Linked DNA regions of Mus musculus: region 1 is linked to region 2. Evidence: chromatin contacts called from public Hi-C data. All regions are on one chromosome and are shown on one strand. The core of a region is the stretch at or near the end of the contact, and the rest is flanking DNA. Distances in the headings are between cores, read along the strand shown. Region 1 holds the start of A730020M07Rik (RIKEN cDNA A730020M07 gene). Region 2 holds the start of Cnn3 (calponin 3, acidic).

The links. Hi-C and Micro-C count contacts between places; a contact is called where the count stands out from the background.
Region 1: a Hi-C map of Sertoli cells shows a contact between it and region 2, with 4 times the contacts expected there. The contact joins the promoter of A730020M07Rik here to the promoter of Cnn3 in region 2. A contact is called at or near these places in 1 of 39 promoter capture datasets (the 3T3-L1 cell line), 2 of 484 Hi-C or Micro-C datasets (the HL-1 cell line and Sertoli cells) and 1 of 115 datasets of contacts at active chromatin or transcription factors (pancreatic cancer cells).

The regions. Positions count from the first base shown.
Region 1 is chr3:121,644,894-121,648,221 of GRCm38.p6, forward strand. It overlaps A730020M07Rik (RIKEN cDNA A730020M07 gene), which reads right to left and starts at 1,560. Exons shown (of 3, transcript NR_036458.1): 1 at 1,489-1,560.
Region 2 is chr3:121,425,096-121,428,109 of GRCm38.p6, forward strand. It overlaps Cnn3 (calponin 3, acidic), which reads left to right and starts at 1,446. Exons shown (of 7, transcript NM_028044.2): 1 at 1,446-1,733. The coding sequence starts at 1,677.

The sequences.
Region 1 (3,328 bases), core at 310-2,809, 220 kb after region 2:
TGTATGTCATCTCAGCACCTCAGAAATTGAGGCAGGGGAATTTGAGAATTTGAGAACTTCAAGGTCATTCTAGGCTCCATACTGAATTCAAGTCCAGCGTATATGAGAGTCTCCCCAAATCCCACCTTCCAGTTACTGCCAACTTAGCTTATTTCAGAGAGAGACCAAAGGCCCCCATAGGTAGCTCCTCGCTAATTCTCAGCACCATTTAGAATCCATTGGCACATGCATCATTCATTGCTTCTGTTTCTGCACTTGTACAATTCACCACTTAAACCCTTCAGTGTAAGCTCCTCGTTTGTAGAATTCTGAAGGTGGCTCCACAGAGGCCCTTCCTGATGACCTCTTGACTTTGTTCTGCCACCTCCCTCTCCCTCTCCCTCTCCCTCTCCTCTCCCTCCCCCTCCCCTCCCCCTCCCCCTTCCTCTCCCTCCCCCTCTCTCAGCCTTGGCTATCTTCTCTTCTTCCCCAAGAAGACATCTCCTCAATCCTAGCCTTGAGCAGGCCCCGCATCCCTGTTTCCATCAGACACACTCTTAGCAATTTTGAAATTTCTAAAGGGCTTATATAATCACAGCAAAGTGATTGATTGTATAAACCAGTAGCTATTTTCTCTCCAGTCCTGAGCATCTGCCCAAGAGGGCAGAGATCTTGACCCCAGGAGCTCAGCACTGTGTCTCGCATATGCAATAAGTTCACAATGAATAGAGAATGGGGGTCACGGCAGGGCAGACTTTCTGGACAACTATGCACTGAATATAGGGAGAGGGCAGCCAAAGGGTGCAACATGGGTGGCTTGTGAGAACAGCCAGAGGACAGGCTGGCAGGCCAACTCCGCAAGGAGGCTGAGACATGATGCATTTCACATAAAGACCTCGGACGGCCCCGCAGCTGGGCTCTGCAGTGTTGAGTGAAGAAGAAACCTACAGCGATTGGCTTTCTGGTTCTGTATTTTTCAGAGTGATTAGAGGGAGGGCAGTTTAGCAGGGAATACAGGGCTGGGTCATAGCTAAGGCGGTAAAGAAGCATTCCCTGACACTTTCCAAAACCTGCTTTTGAAAAAAATGAAAGCCAAAAGAGGCATTGTGCGTTTGTGATCCCAGTTCTGGGAGGCAGCGGCAGGCAAGACACCCGGGCTCCTTGTCCAGCCAGCCTATCCTACTCACCACTGAGGGACATGTGGGTGAGTCTTGAGAAACAACAGGCAATGTTGTCCTCCAGCCTATACATGCATATGCACATATCTGCAAGTAAACTTCACACACACACACACACACACACACACACACACACACACCCCACCATTTGGTCCCTAAGTTCTGGGAATTCCTCATGAAGCACACTGGAGAGGCTAAACTCAACCTTCATACTGCACAGCCCAGGGGCCCCTGGTCTCCTGGGAGCTTTAGGGGGTTTGTAGCTCCTCTGGGGGGCTTCTGATGGTTATGGAGTCAGAGAGAGTTGGATTCATAGCTGTTTCTTACTTACCAGCTGAGAGAACTCAGGAAAATGGCCTTTTTTCCTGAGCTTCAATACTTGCCTCTCGTAATGGTTTAGTTACTGAGTTAGTAGAAATATTAACTGGCCCTAAGTGCATGCCTGCTGGAGCATACGTATGAATAATAGCTAAAGTCACTGGTGGTTAATAACTCAGTTTGACTTTGGTCCTGTGTATGTTGACTTTGTTTTGGTCAAATAATAAGTAAATCATTGTGAAGTCGGCGTTACAGTGAACAGGGAGCTTGTTTCTTAGTCCTCCCATCAAGTTCAGTGTAACTGGGGTGCTGATTCAGGCTCTTTATGGCTGTGATTACCCCCTGTAATCACTACTGCCTTCCTCAGTGGGAAGGGAGGATGTCCCCCATCCTCCTGCCCACAGAAAAGACTGCCCTCAGGTGTAAAGTCCAATTACTGGGCGCAGTTGGGAAGAACACACACAGAGGTGCATTCCTGAGCCCTGAGCGTGGGCCCTTGTTTGTCCTCTCCTTATAAGGAGTGAGTTATCATCAGCCTTGCAGGAAGGTCACGGCTGTTTCTCCCTCCTCAAGTGGCTGAAATCATCCTTCTCCTCGGAGGGGTGGGGTAGTGATTAAGCAGGCTAACCATGCCAGCGCTTTGCTATCCAAGTATGAGGATGTTTACAGACCTTGTGACAGAGGTGGGGATTTTGTCTGATCCTGGGGACTCCCAGAAGACACACCAGAGAGTCCCCCACCACTCATCCAATAGTGGAAGATCAGCTACAAAGGCCCTTTCACCAGCTTGTGGCCATAAAAGTTGGCCTGGTAGGAAGAGCTGGAGCCCTAACATCTTTAAGGGTTGAGGGCTGTGCCTAGTTTCTGGCCACATCCTCTGTATCTTAAAGGGAACAGACCATGCCAGTTGTTCACACTGCCAGGATGCTTTGCCTCCCTACTGTCTAGAAGCACCACTCATGAGAACCTTCTGTGAATGTGATGGAAAATAAAGCCTGACTCCTTTAAGATGTTTCAGGCAGTGTTTTGCCACAGAGATGAGAAGGGTACTTAAACAGACTGCTTGCCTTTCTTTGACATTTATTATTAATTGTTGCAAAGCAAATAAAGACAACAGGCCTGGGGGCACAGCGATGAATCCTGGCTTTGGATGGGATAGTGTCTCCCAAAACCTCCCATCCAGTGCAACCATACTGAAAAGTGGTAGGTATTCAGGAAGTGGGGCGTAGAGGATTAGAACTAGAGGAAGCAGAGAATCTTCAACAAGAGTGACTTGCTGTGCAGAGGCGAGTGTGAACCCCATGTGAGCTCTCACGGCTTCTCTCATGGCTTGATCCTCTCTGCACACACTACTACTGCTGCTCCCACACACTCTTCTAACCAGAGGTGTCACTTATCACTGAATGACTTAGCCAGAAGGCCCTCCCCAGAGGCAAACACATAGAACTGCTTGTCCTAGGATTTCCAGTCTTCCAAACTCTGAGCTAACTAGACCCCTTTTGCTTCTAAAGGTTTTCAGCATCAGGTGTCTTGTCATAGCAGCATAAAACAAATCTTTGCTTTTCACCCCCACAGATACAAGCTAAGTCAGGATAACTTGTCCGAACAGCAAATTGGTAATATTGCGTATGTTGGTAAGTATATAGCATATAGTAATGGGTACTCTAATTCTTTGCCTTTCTTCTAGTCCTTTGAGATCTGAGGGGGATAAGAACACCATTGGGCAAAGCCTGTGCTGTTCTGACCACAGGGAGTGCTCCCAGGAGACCTTGTACTGGTGTCTGAGTACAGCCCAACTGGGAGCTGAGGGGTGCTCAAGGATGCTGATATCAAGGGCTGGACTGATGTGCTCT
Region 2 (3,014 bases), core at 196-2,695:
TTGACTCGTTACTGCTCTATCACATTGCACCTTATAGCGTTGATGAAAAATTCTTTCAGCTGACAGAAATTCTGTGCCTTTTTCTTTTCTCTGTAGCTTAGGCAGACCTCTGGTTCTATCCCAACACAGCAATCCTCTTTGTGCTGGGATAGAGTGCTTGAGACACTATGCCACACTCCCTTATTTCTATCCCAGAAAGGTTCAACTTGGGCTATTTGGGCTTCTCTTTTCCATGCAAGTGGCTGACCCTGGTCCTGTAGTCTCTTCTGGAATGTCAGCTGTATTTGGGAAACATAAACCAACATACTGACACCCAGAGGACTAAAACCTGTCCTAGATGTGCCCCAAGACACCAAGGCAAGCGGTGACACTCTGGAGGCAGTGATAGCTGTCATTATTAGGAATCTCTGAGTTGCAGCCTTCAAGCCACTAAAACGGATCTGAAGTCTACCGAGTAAGTTTTGGGAAAGTGAATGAGCTAATCTTTCAAAGACATATAGCCCAGTGTAGTGCCAGGAACACAGGCAGGGGACAGCGTGCTCTCTGTTCTCACCTTTCCTCTATCAGTTTGCCTTTGAGATCAGAAGAAAGGAAAGGGGACGGAAAAGAATACAGAGTGCTGATTCAAAGAGATTAAAAAACAAACCAAAGCAGGTAGACTTCTCAGTCAAGGCAGTCCTCTAATTAAAAACAAATAAACTACCTAGCCTTTTGGGCTGGCTGAACCCCCGGTGAAGGTGCTTGCCAAGGGCAACTGGTGGGACTCCAGAAAAGGACCCAAAAAGCTGTACCCCCTCCCCCCAAAACCTGGCTGTGCCACAACACTTTCCCAATTTCTTTCGCTCTGCATTCAAAGTTTAGACAGGATGAGCAGGACTTTGGCAAAGAGCGTTGACCGAGGCAGAGGTCAGCCCCACAGGTGCGGCAGCTGCGTGGGGAGGGAGACTTGGCAGATGTCCACGCAGGCCTCCCCCCCCCGCCCCCGGCCTGGCACGTGGATTCGAAGGCTGCTCCCCGGGTTTCCAGCGCAACATCTGGGCGCGCTGTAGCCCGGGAGGAGACGGATGGAGTGGCCGGTCAGCGGCGGGCCAGCTCGGGGAGCTTCCTGTCCCCCTCCACCGTCGGAGCGCCACAGATGCCTGGGAGTTGATGAGAACCAAGGCGGCTGAGAAGCCCCTAGGCGCCGGGGCGGGGCGGTCGCAGCCCGCTGACCAGCGGGGAGGAGGGGCGCCGAGGTCCTAGGTGGCGTGAGGGCGGGGCCGGGGGCTGGGACCCCGCGGGAGGGAGCGCCGCGCCCGCCGCGCTGCCATTGGCCGGGAAGCCTTGGAGCAGGCGAGGGGGGAGGAGGCGGCGCTCATTGGTCGGGCTCGCCGGCCAATCCCTGGAGGCCCGGGGGTGGGTGGGGGGAGACCAGGCTGGGGGCAGAGCGTGCGGAGCCGCGGAGCGGGCAGCGAGCAGGGCAGCCGGTCCCAGTCCAGAGCGACCCGGAGCCTCCGCGGGACTCGAGTCCTAGCGAACCTCGAAGCATCATCCGCGTCCGTCTGCGGCGTTCGGGCTTCTCCGGCGCCGCGCAGGGGAGCGAGCTCGTGCATCACCCGCGCGGCCGCCGCTGGGGCTAAGAGCAGGGACACCGAGGGTGACTGACCGCTAGAACTCTTCCAGTCGTCCAAACAGCCATGACCCACTTCAACAAGGGCCCTTCCTACGGGCTCTCCGCCGAAGTTAAGAACAAGGTACGCGCGCGGGCGGGCTGGGGGTTTGCCGCGGCGGTGGGGGCGCTGGGAGCCGCCGCGGAGAGACGTCGAGGCTGCGGGAGAGAGAGATGCTCCTCGGCTCGCGGAGCCTGGCTCGCACGCGTTGGTGCTGGCTTTGTTCCCGCGCCGCGGCCCCGGCGGGCGGTGGGGGTTCCCGGACGCCTGGAGTCCCGCAGCGCCGCAGGGCCCGCTCCAAGGCTGTAGGGTGCGCCCCTCCGGGAAGGGGGCGCTCCTGAGTGGCCTGTGGCCCTTAGGCGGGGCCCTGCCTTACGGCTGGGTCTCCGGGAGTTGCCGCCCCCGCCATCCGCCTGGGCTGGGGCTGCCGCGGGACCCTGCGTCTCCTCCCATTCCATCCTGGCCCCCTCCTCCCACAAGCGAAGTTGGGCGGTTACGTGGCCAACCCGGGCCCCTCATTGTTCCTTTCCTCCTCCTCCTCCATGGGAGAGTGTCCCGCCGACCCCTGGGACCCGCGGGCGGAAAGGGAGCCCGTCGGTGGTGCCTTGATGCAATCGCCGCTGGTGCGGGAAGCCCAGACAAAGCCTGAACGCGCAGCCTGCGAGCCGGATCAGCTGTAGATGAGAGACTTAGAAATGCAATCCTGAGAAGTTTGCAGCGCGTTGAATTGTCACGATATCTCGGCAGGGTCGCTTTTGTTCGAGGTTTATTTGCTGTGGCGGGTTGCAATTTTGGAGTGATTGGAATCTGGCTGCGTTGCTTTGCTGTGTACTCATCTCAAGAATGCACCAGGGTTTATCTTTCAGACTTTTGGCCTGGAAAAGAGATGAGAGGCGCCCCCCTCCCCAAATCCTCTCTTTCCTTCCTCCCTGCCTGCATTCCAAGTCCATGACATCAGGGGTTTCGGGGAGTGGGGGTGACCAGCCAATCGGCGTGGAACTGCGCACAGACCGCTCATTGTCTCCCTTTTGCTGTTCCGGCCAAAGCGCCACAAAGGAGGGCTGCTGTGGTTTAATTCCCATTAACTTCCCGGGAGCCGAAGCATGTCAGGATTGTCACCAAGCTGTCCCACCTCCGGTAGAATAGTTTGGCATCATCAGGGCTACGAACACCCCTGGAGTTGCGGGTGGCTGGGGTGTGAAGGGAATTTCATAGAAGTAATGAAGCGTACCGTTGTTAGACCCAAGCGAGAGTGGTTTATTCTTTCCTGATGTATCTAGCGCACCCCTTTGTAGTTCATCTAGAAGATTCTAAACAGTCTTTGAAGCTAGGGACTAAATTTTATTCTGTGTTCAAAAATTGTAA